Regions from separate parts of the Neogale vison genome. Here region 1 is linked to region 2. A link is a contact called in public Hi-C data. All regions are on one chromosome and are shown on one strand. The core of a region is the stretch at or near the end of the contact, and the rest is flanking DNA. Distances in the headings are between cores, read along the strand shown. Region 1 holds the start of SIRPD (signal-regulatory protein delta). Region 2 holds the start of SDCBP2 (syntenin-2).

Region 1 (5,330 bases), core at 1,866-4,365, 150 kb before region 2:
TTCCCATACCACTCCCTGTCCCCACACATCAGTCTCTCCCCTTACCAATATCCTCCACCAGAGTGGTACATTTATTACAAATGATGAACCTACACTAGTATGTCATTAACACCCAAAGTCCATAATTCACGTTCTGTTCTATACAGTATGGGTTTGGACAAATGTATAGTGATATCCATTTTTATAGCATTATACAGAGTAGCTTCACTGCCCTAAAAATCTTCTGTATTCTGCTTATTTATCTCTTTTCACCTAACCCTGGCAATAGCTGATATATTCCTGGTATCTATAGTTTTGCCTTTCCCAGAATATCATATTCTGGGAATATGATATTCTTCAGTATGCAGGTATCTCCTTTTGACTAAGGTTCTTCCATATCTTTTCAGGGCTTACTAGCTCATTTCTTTTAGCACTGGATAATATTCCACTGTCTGAATGTACCACAATTTCTATATCCATTCACCTACTGAAGGTCAGTCATCTTGGTTGCTTTCAAGCTTGGCAATTATAACTGGAGTTGTATAAACTATGAGGAGAAATCTGTTCCAGGCCTCTCTCCTAGCTTCTGGTAGCCTCAGACCATCCTCAGACTCCCCATGTCTTCACATCATCTTCCCTCTGTGTATGACAGCTAAGCTGAGCTGTGCCTGAACTCCTGGTCCACAGGAACTATGAAATAATATGTGTTTTCTTAAACTATTAAGTTTGCAGTAATTTGTTATGCAGCAAGTTCCCCTGTTTATACAGTATCTAGTATGCTCCAGGCCATGGAGTCCCCTTCCCCTCACCCCCTATGACAACCCAGTTTGTAATTTTCATACCTTTGCACCAGTACATGTTGCTAAAAGAGTGTGTAACAAGTCCCCACTTTGACCTAGAACCAGACCCTCAGAACATCCTGGGCCAAGACAAAGAACATGAGAAATGAAGCCAATTTTCTTTCCAGGAACTTCGGATCAAGAATTCCAGGTGACCCAGCCTGAGAGTTCAGTTTCAGTCAGAGCTGGAGAGATCTTGACACTGGGCTGCAACGTGTCTGCTCGTTCCCCAGCAGGGCCTGTCTTGTGGTTCAGGGAGAATGGGCAAGAACGAAAGTTAATTTACAATTTCAATGGAGGCCAATTCCCCCGAGTAACCCAAGTGGAAAACACAGAGTTCAACCAGACAGACTATTCCATCCGCATCAGTAACGTGTCGCCCAAAGATGTGGGCACCTATTACTGTGTGAAACTAACCATAGCGCACCCTGACATGTCGTATGTATCTGGTTCAGGCACCGTTGTATCTGTGAATGGTGAGTACAGCCTGACAAACTCCATCCCCTTGGTCTGTAAAAATAAATTTTTTAAAATCTGAAACATGTACCAAATCATCACTACACACTAGATTCTGTGCCCCTTCAATCACAAACCAGCCTATAAGTTAGGTTCTGCAGATGGCACTATTAATTAACCATTCTGTGGTCCCATACCTACTACTAAATTAAGCCATGTTGACAGGCCATGCCCTGCCCTGATGGCCAACTCCACCAAGCCAGTGATGACATATGGCAAGGGAAACTCTCACATAAAAAGGCACCAAGTAGATATACTACAACTATAAGTGTGTACTTTATGATCCAAAAAGTGAGAATACTGGGACCTATGTGGCCCGCTGGCGTTCCTAAGATCTGGTGGACAATCCTGGGATAAGAGCTCTCCATTGAGTATCTTCTAACCTATATTCTGAGACCCAATTTCCATTCACTGACCCTTGTAGCCACATCTTATCTTACAGGTTCAGAATGAAATCGTAACACAGTTTAGAGTTTGCCCCCTAAGCCCAATACTTACTGAGCCAAAGTGAAGGGATCCACAGATAAACAGAATCTCTACAAACCTGCCCAAATCCACTCAGCCATTTCTAACTGGAATGTCATTGAGGCCTGGTGGCAGGTCCCTGAAGGGCCACCACAGGGCACTCAGGGATCCCATTCCCCACAGGAAATCAATGAGCGAGTGTGGTCTCCTACTATGGATTCTAGGGAGCTAGGACATTAAAAGGATGGGGATTGATATCACCCAGCCCCACATCTTGTTTGGAAAAGCTGTCCTGGAGGAGTTCAGTCACTCTCCTGGCTCTTGATCTTTCCCTGACCTGCCCTAGTCTAACCCCAGCTCTGTTGTTCTCTTCTCTAAGGACAACCAGTGTTTGCTACTTCTTGCCACTCTCTGTATTAATGACATTCACTATGTGAGATTAGTGTGTCTATCTGTTCTTCTGGGAAAACTAGTCTTCCTCTGTGATGTTCTCTTCAAGTCCAGTCATACCCAACGGGCCATGAAAAATTTACATAAGATCCCTCAAGCTAAAAAGTGCGAGCATAGGCAGCTTACCCACAGTTTTCTCCAAGCCTCACCAGCCAAGATTTTCTTGTCTCTCTAACCCACACCTTAGCCCATCTTTGCTTTTGATGATTTGCCTGAAAAGGAGAGAGATTACCAGGACCTGACTAATATGGGGTAGTGATGTTGGTGGGAGTGGGTGTTGGAGATCAGTTGTGGGCCCTCCAAAATTGATAAGGTCCCTTGAGGTTCTATTCTCTTTTGTTTAGAAGAGGAAACTGTCTCTTTCTCCCCCACCCCTTGACAAATAAGCAGAGGAGCCGCACTCTGCCTGCATGAACACAATAGTCGTAAATGGCTCCCCATTCTCTAGGTTTGCTATCTCTTGACTTGCCCTTTCTCCACACCTCTCAGCACTAACATCTCCACAAATTCACTTGGCTGCTTACCCTTCAGAAGAGATGAAGGTCAATCCCAAACTCCCTATAGCTATGAGATCAGCAGAGGACACTTGGACCCATCTCCTAATGTGTTGAGTGATTTTTGGCATTTAGATGGAAGAGGGACTAGTTCCTCTCTATAAACACTATCAACGCATAATCCCAGTCCTCTCCCTCCCTGTCCTCTTCTTTCCCTGGTTAGGGGCTGGGACATGAAATGGGAGAGGTGATAAATTTTGTCCTCTGCACTGACTCACACACATCATTAAAATAAGTAATGAATGAGGCCCACCCACAATCTGGATCCAAGTTCTTCAGTCCGTCCTGGACTAGAGCATGGGAAATGGGAAATGATTTTGCATTTCTTTGCAGGAACCACACATGAGATATTCCAGGTGCAACAAGCTGAGATGACACAGACTGTATCAGTTGGAGAGACAATCACCTTGAGTTGCAGTGTACCAGATTCATTCCCAAAAGGACCCGTCTTATGGTTCAAGGGAAATGGGCCAAACCGGGAATTAATCTACAATTTCAAAGAAGGTTTCTTTCCCAGAGTAAAAGAAATTGGACACCCCACCAAAGTTGGCAACACAGACTTTTCCATCCGCATCAGTGAAATCTCTCTTGCAGACGCCGGCACTTACTACTGTGTGAAGTTCAAGGAGGGGAAACCTAACACGGAGTTCCAGTCAGGTCCGGGCACCAAGGTGTTTGTGACTAGTGAGTTTGTCTCCTCCACCCCCTATTATGGGCTATCATTTCAGTTAACCAGTCCTCTACCCACTGAATTACTAGATTAGGCTATTATTGAAGATGCATTGTACATTTGATCTCTCAGCAACCTGTGAGTTAAGTGATTTACAGGAGGAGAAACAAACTCAGAAAGGTCAATTGAATGATGAGGGATATATTGGTTGACATTCCAATGTTCAATAACCAGCCCCCAAGAGCTAGATGAAACCAATTAAGATCACTTCATGACTCCCTACTCATGGTTAACTCAGATAGGAGACTGGCTTAAGCCAATTTGTGTCCATAAGTGAAAAGGATAGACTTGCAGAAAAATCTGGGAAACTAACGCAATTCTCTCTCCTGTTGGCTGGGAACAGGAAATCAGTTTACCCCAGGTGCTCCAGAGAAACATCTAATGACCATGAGGGGAACCAAGCTGAGGAAAAATCTGCTGTAGAGAAGTGCAAAGATGTAGAGAATGTGGGTTGACAACATTACACGGCCATATTGTTCCTGGTTCCCACCCCACTTCTGGACCTCCAATAATAGGAGAGAAAACATCTCCTTGTCAAGCCAGTTTTCTTAAAGTTAGCATTGTCCTAAGGGATGCCAGGTGATAAAGTTCCCACATCCACAGAGCACTGAAGTACAATTTCCAACCATTTTTTTTCTGTTCCTAAAGCCTTACTTATTCAATTTTTTTATTTTGTTATAACTTCTGAATTCTGAGCAATACCCAGCTTGAGAAATGATTAAATTCGTGATACTACAATACTACTATTTGTTGGGCATCTCCTGTACACGAAGCATCTCTTTATCCCATATTATTGTATTTACTGGCATAACAATTTGAGTATAAGAATGATTATCCTTACCATATGAGTGAAGAAACTGAGGCTCAAGGGAATTTAGGGGGACAGATAGTAGGAGAAAGTGGTAAAGTTGGTCTGGGCTCTCTCCAGCATGCTATATATATTAGTGAAGAACCTTTCCTTACAAGGGATAAAAATGAAAAATATTAGTATAATGGGATCCTGTAGCTGAGGAGGATTCTAGGTTCCTCACAGCATCCAACGCAGAGTTTTAGGACTAAGGTCTCAGGGCCACCAAACCTCTTATTCTTTGAAATTCTCTCATCTCTATTCATCTCTGCCTGGTGTTTGCTGCATATAGGCCTCATCCATATAATGGAAGAGGTAAGTACAAGAAATGTTGACATTCATTACCTCATCTTAGCAGACAGGATGGAGAGAGAACTTCTTATTCTCAGCCTCCACAAATGAATCCCAGAGAGTCATTTGAAATTGCCCTTCCTATGCCTTTCACTTACTCATTATTATAAGGGAGAGGAAGTTCTTAGTAGGGAATCCACCAACCCAATGATACAAATGTTCAACAGACTAAAAACGATATGGTGTCCACCCCACGTTCCAACCCTTCAGGTAACATATGAGGAAGTGGAGACCCAGAGACTGGGTTTGCCTCAAGTTACACAGAGAATGGATAATAGAACTCAGATCTCGTACTCCCATAATCCTTGGGTTTATAGCTTTGTCCTCCTAATGAGAAGACTCTGGTTAGAGTTGGAGGTGTAGAGGTACATGAGGATGATTTAGAGGAAAAATATTGTGAATAAGTTCCATTTCCCTGTTAAAAGCCAAAGAGTAAGAAATGTATTAAATTTATATCATTTCTACATAATGAATAAAAGGCATATATACATATAGTTTAAAATATTGAGCTAAGTGTGTTTGCTATGGTTGCTATAACTAATTGTCACAAACTTTGGGGTTTATAACTGGAATAGTCCTATGCAGATGGTATGACAGTG
Region 2 (5,922 bases), core at 2,266-4,765:
CCACTCTCTAAACCTAGGGCCCGCTGGGAAGACTATGAGATTGGGTTTTGTCCCATGCGCAGCATGCAGAGGGCACTTGAATAGCCCGCTGTCCTCAGACAGTGACAGTACCAGTGCAGCCATGGCCCTGGGGTCCACGCTGAGTCGGAGCACACAGCTGGTGCTTCTCTCTGCCTGGCAACTGTCCCCCCTTCTTCCAGAAAGAGTGCTCGTGTTTCCACTTGAACCAGATGACTTGTGTTTCTGTAACTTGCAGCCAGACGGACCGCACGAGGAAGTCAGAAACTGGCATTTGTTGCGTGTGAGTGGCGTCCCAGGCTCTGCCCATGCTTCATTCCACTCACCTGCAGGACCAGCCTGCAAAGCTGGTACCACGACTCCCATCTGCAGATGTGGAAATGGAAGCTCAGAGAGGTGGACAACGGCTGCTATGTCACAGAACTGGGCCTCGGATCGGAAGCCCCAGAGGGGCCCATCTTTCTTTCTTTTTTAAGATTTTATTTACTTAGAGAGAGAGCACACAAGCGGGGGAAGTAGGAGAGGGAGAAGCAGGCTCCCCACTGAGCAGGGAGCCCCACACAGGTCTTGAACCCAGGACCCTGTGATCTGAGCAGACGGCTGATGCTTATCCACCTTGGGTGCCCCAAGCAGCCCACCTTTTAGATAAGAGTGAGCCTGTGCTTTCGTAACTGATCAGTGTGCCAGGAGGGCATTCATTCATTCAGCAAACACTTAAGAGAGCCTACTGTGGGCCAGCCATGGTGCTAGGCTCTAGCGACAAGGACCCCACAGCCAAGACCTTACCCTCAGGGAATTCCCATTCCAGATGGCACAGAGGTGTCCCCCCAAGGGCTAAATCCAGGTGACAGTAGACGTCGGTGACATTACTGTGAGAGGACCTGGACCACCTGTGGGCTCAGCAGCCAGGGTGGTAGTGGCTGATCACACAGCGCCCCCAGAGTGCTCCTAGGGAGTTTGTGTGTGTGCACGGCCTAGTGGACACCGGTGTCTTAGACTTCTGAAGGTTGTTCATACGAATATGGAATGCAGCAGATACATAACCCAGTTGAAGCATAAATTTCAGTTTTTATTTTGAAAACAGCTGCTGTTGATCTCATAATTAGGCCCTGTCCTCATGGAGCTTCAGGTCTAACTGGCAGCCTGACCCATGCAGGACAGTCCAATCTGGAGGTCAGAGGCTGGGGAGGCCAGATGGATGGGGATGACGAGGGGCCTTCCTAGAAAAGGAGCTCAGGGGTCTGGTGGGGGCAAGGGAGGCATTCCAGAAGTAGCAGGCAGGCACGGGGATAGAAAGGTGATGTGGGCGTGAGGTAAGGTTGGAGACTCGGACTGAAAAGGCAGTGATGGGGAGAGAGCTTAGTCCTGACCCTTCCATAGGGAGCCACTGAAGACTTTGAGCAGGGGCATGCCCACAAAGCTCCACCTGGGTGGTCGGGAAGCAGGGTAAGAGTGACAGATGGGACGTGCTGGAACACCACAGAGTGGAAAGAAACCCCTGCCTGTGTGTGGGGGTGGTTTGGGGCCCAGTTTGAGCCCCGGCTCTGGGCTCACCTGCCATGTGACCACAGGCAAGTCCCTCACCCTTCTTGGTCCGTTTCCTTCTCCATCTCCTCTCCAAGGCCCTTTCAGACCATGACTGGAGTAAACTGAAGTGTGTGCAGATTGTGTATTGGGGGTGGGGGGACTCGTGTGATTCCACTGGCATGATTATTTTCTAGTTTTCTTGGGCCTTGAAGACTTGGCCTAAGATGGGTCCATCACCCATGGCTTACCTCCTACTTCGGGCCCATATGGCTCAGCCCTCAGGTGTATCTATGCCTCAATTTCCAGTGGCATTTGTCTCACCGAGGAGAAAACATGGCCTTGGAGCCACTTTCCAGCTGTGTAACTTGAGCAGTCCTTTGCCTCTCACGCCTACTTAGCAGGGAGGATATGGGACATTGAGATGAGGGCTTTAAAGCATGATTAGTGGCCACTGCCTTCCTTGCTGTTGTTCCTGTGAGCTTTCCTGGGTAGGATTCCTGGCTGGAAGCTCCTGGGAGGCTGGCGGTGTCTCCTCTGTGGCGCTGCACACCAGCTAGGCCCCCACTCAGGCTGGGATGCCCCGGGCTGGAGCAACTCTGCCCAGGCTTGTCACAGGGATTGTGACTCGGACCTGCCTGGCCGGTGAGCAGTCCCGATACTCACCCCGCCCTGGGTGGGTGTCCTGTGTCGGTGCCCTGTGTCACTCATAGGGACTGCCCAGCACACGGGTCCCCAGTTCCTCCCCAGGCACCAAGAGGGACAGGCACCCCTGTCCAACCAAGCTCACCAGGACCTAAACTAAATTCCTCCCCCTTTTTTGTTTACTTTTATTTATTTGGGGAGGTAGGTAATACACACATTCAAATTCTTCAAAATTAAAGAGGTATCAAAAAGTGTACTATAACCAAATCTCCTCCCAGCCCAGAACACAGCCCCTTATTCCTCTTCCTGGAGAAAACCAATCTAAACTCCTTTTTAAAACAAGCTTAATTTGCTCCCCCCTTAGAAAACATTATAAGCACTAAAAGCAAAAACTAACTTCAAACCCAACCCAACTCGCCCCCCACTACCTTGGAACACACATCCAGAATTTCAGCATTTTATTTATTTATTTTTTGAGGCAGGGCAAGGCAGAGGGAGAATCTTAAGGAGGCTCCATGCCAGGCGTGGAAACCAATGTGGGGGCTTGGTCTATGACCCTGAGATGACAACCTGGGCAGAAACCAAGTCGGACACTTAGCTGACTAAGCCACCAGGTGCCCCCAGACTTCCAACACTTCAGTATACATCCTCTGGTTGCAACACATATCCACTTTTCAAGAGATGAAAACCAAACAGAAGAGCAGAATCACAACACTGACTTTTCAGTATCTTGCTCACCGTCTTGGGAACCTTTCCTCACGGTTTTTCCTTAAATGACACGAATAGCTTTGTGATCTTCCACAAATAAGGATTTGTTTAGCCAGGCCCCAGGGACTTGGGGCTTGGGGCTTTCCAGATTTCCTTACTATAAGCAACACGGTGATGGGCTCCAGGACCTCAATGCCTACTTGTTTACTGGAATAAATTACCAGGAGAATGCCGCTGCACAAAGATGACATGCGAACTCACAAGGCATTCCATATTAAAAACATAAAAGGGGGGAAATGCTGGGTCACAAGTTATGGCCATTTTTTTAAGGCCCTGGATGCCCCCTCAAACTGTCCTCACGTTCAGCAGGACTGATGTCCAATCCAAATCTGACTTCCTCAAGGTCAAGAAGTCTTGGTTCCTACCCCTCCCACCAGTGGCAGCGGGCCCCTACCCCCACCTCCACATCTTGACTAAGGCCCAAACCCTTCTCTGGGCCCGGTGACTTGCTTTGTTTATACACGCACAGGGCCTTTACCTAGGTCCATCCGGGTTAGTCAGCTGACTGGGGGGCGGGCACCACCCTTCCCAGAGCAGGAACCTGGCTGGGACAAGGGCACCCGCTCCCAGGGAGGGGAACAGACTCTTGGCAGTAGCTGACAAAGGACGCCAGGCAGCACCCAGGTGGCAGGTAAGAGCTGGGGCCCGTACTGACCACGACTGAGGTCTGTGAGGTTTGTTCTTACGCCCATTGCCTGGTCCTGATCCCTCTGGAGGCTCCCAGGCAGTTTTCTTTCAAGGTGCCTCCCTCTGGGGGAACAGTGTGGACAGGGGTCTCCTTCTCTGACGCCGGCCTTGGGTCAGGTTTGAGGGCTGAGTGATCTTTATTCAGATATTATGGGGGCTACACGCTCGTTGGGACCTCCTGTGACCGGGCTCGGGACATGCGGCTCACATCCTGCTTATCGAAGGGGGGCCTTTGGAAGGCCAGGCAGAGTGGGCTTCCACAGGGAGCGGAGAGTATATTCCTCAATTTCTGTTACCTATGTCTCCACCTGCAACGGTTTCTACCCACTACCCTAAGTAGGCGAGAAGAAATCTGCTGGGGATGGGGCCAGTGGCTTGGCCTCACTCAGAACTGGTTTCCTTGTGTGGACACTGGACACATCCCCACACATTCGGGGGCACTGGACAAACTAATGGAACTAAGGGGGACAGTCTGTGCCCCGCACACCACGGGGCCTCAGGAAATGGTGCTTCAGACGAGGCTGCTGTGCGCGGCGGAGACGCACTGGGTCGTTGCACAGGGCAGTTGGAACTAACGGAAACGACTGTTTGTGTTTTTAGAGTTTTTCTTTGTTTTACAGCCTTGATTTCTAAACTAATAACAATTCTCACACCACCATCACCACTCCCTGCGGCTCCCTGTGTCCACCCTTGCCCTGCTGGTCTGTTCTCCCAATGTTAGCCAAAGTGGCCCTGTTAAAATGTTAAGTTGGATCAGGTCACTCTGGGGCTCAGTGTTCTCCAGGGGCTCCCCTCTCAGCAGAGTAAATGCCAAATGCTGGCCACAGCCCCCTGGGGACCTGGCCCACTCCCATCCTCTCCTACTTCCTCACCACTGGCCCCCCCTCTGAACGAGACTCCAGTCTCACCAGCCAGATGGTCTCTGAACAAGAGGCCCCCCCAACTCAGGGCCACCGCAGTGGCCATGCCCTCAGCTTTGATGCTCTGCCCTACCCCTCTAGGCTTTTACATAAGTCCCTTGTCAGTCCCGACCCACAGTGAGGCCCTTGCGGACATCTGGACACTCTACCTTCCATCTTGCTTTATCTTTCTCTCTGTGACTTGTGACAAGTGTGACACACTTCCCTGTCCAGCTAGAAAGAAACCCTCAAGGACGGATTTTCCTCTTGCTCACTGCATCAGTACCTAGAACAGCACAGGGACTTAGGTGTTCAGTAAATGTCCTGAATGAACAGCTAACGATGACCGCACACCCTTTGTGTGCTTGATACTGTGCTAAGTGCCTTCCGTATTTATCTTCTCTCTTTTTAAGGATCTTTAAATCTTCACGATAACTGTGATACAAGTACTGTTACCCATCTCACAAAGGGAGATATGACACCCAAAAGGGACTTGTCCATGCTTGCTCTCACAAATTAGAGGCAGCAGCCTGAACCCAGTCCTGCCTGCCTCCCAGGTCTTGCTCCTGCTTTGCCTCTTAGGGCCCTGTACTGGGGAGCATCTGCATCCCCCGAAGATGTTCACAGCTTTCCTCCAGCAGGCAGTACAGCCCTGAGGAGGAGGAGGGGGGTACATGCTGGTTGCCTAGCAACAGCCTCTTCCTTTCTAACTCACCACATCCCTGGGCTAATCTGGCCTTCCAGGAGCTGTTCCTCTGACACTCTAACCCACGCTTCCCTCCCCCACACACTGAAGGATGGATGAGTTGTCCACAGGAACAAGTAGGAGTCCCATAGTTTCAGCTATTTGGAACAAGGTGTTCCAAGAGAGTGTTCTCATTCCAAAACCCAAAGGTGGGAGCGGACGACCCTTTTCAGCCCTGCTGATCTCCGAGGACCCGACTGCTGGATTGTTGTGGGTGGTATTACTGCTTTTATCAAAAAATACAGAAGTTCAGAGTTGGAAATTCTGTAAAGTGCAGGGAAAGGAAAATTCCTTTGAGAGAGATGGGTTACTTTCCTTTCACAGGAGCCAATTAATTGCAGGAAGCCAGCACTGAGCTGAGGAACTCTTTCATTGTCAGACTGTAGGAAAAAGCCTTTTAATCCACCTCATTAGAGCAGCGGGTCCCCCCCCCCCCCTTTCTAGGCCCAGAGTTTCTCTTCAAAGGACTTTTTTGGGGGCTCTCTCTTCCCTCTGTGTCTTGCTTTCCCATTCCTTTAAGAAAGAGTAACTGGATTCCTGCCGTGTGCCAGACACTGGGCTCAGTACTGGGGAGGGAAACAGGCAAACAAAAACAGCACAGAGGAAATCCAATCCCAGAGAATGTAGAAGACCTTG

The links. Hi-C and Micro-C count contacts between places; a contact is called where the count stands out from the background.
Region 1: a contact with region 2 is called in a Hi-C map of muscle, with 6 times the contacts expected there. The contact joins the promoter of SIRPD here to the promoter of SDCBP2 in region 2. A contact is called at or near these places in 2 of 3 Hi-C or Micro-C datasets (fibroblasts and muscle).

The regions. Positions count from the first base shown.
Region 1 is chr8:28,013,170-28,018,499 of ASM_NN_V1, reverse strand. SIRPD (signal-regulatory protein delta) reads left to right here and starts at 3,115. Exons shown (of 1, transcript XM_044262198.1): 1 at 3,115-3,567. The coding sequence starts at 3,115. The coding sequence ends at 3,567.
Region 2 is chr8:27,865,665-27,871,586 of ASM_NN_V1, reverse strand. SDCBP2 (syntenin-2) reads left to right here and starts at 3,515. Exons shown (of 11, transcript XM_044262371.1): 1 at 3,515-3,586.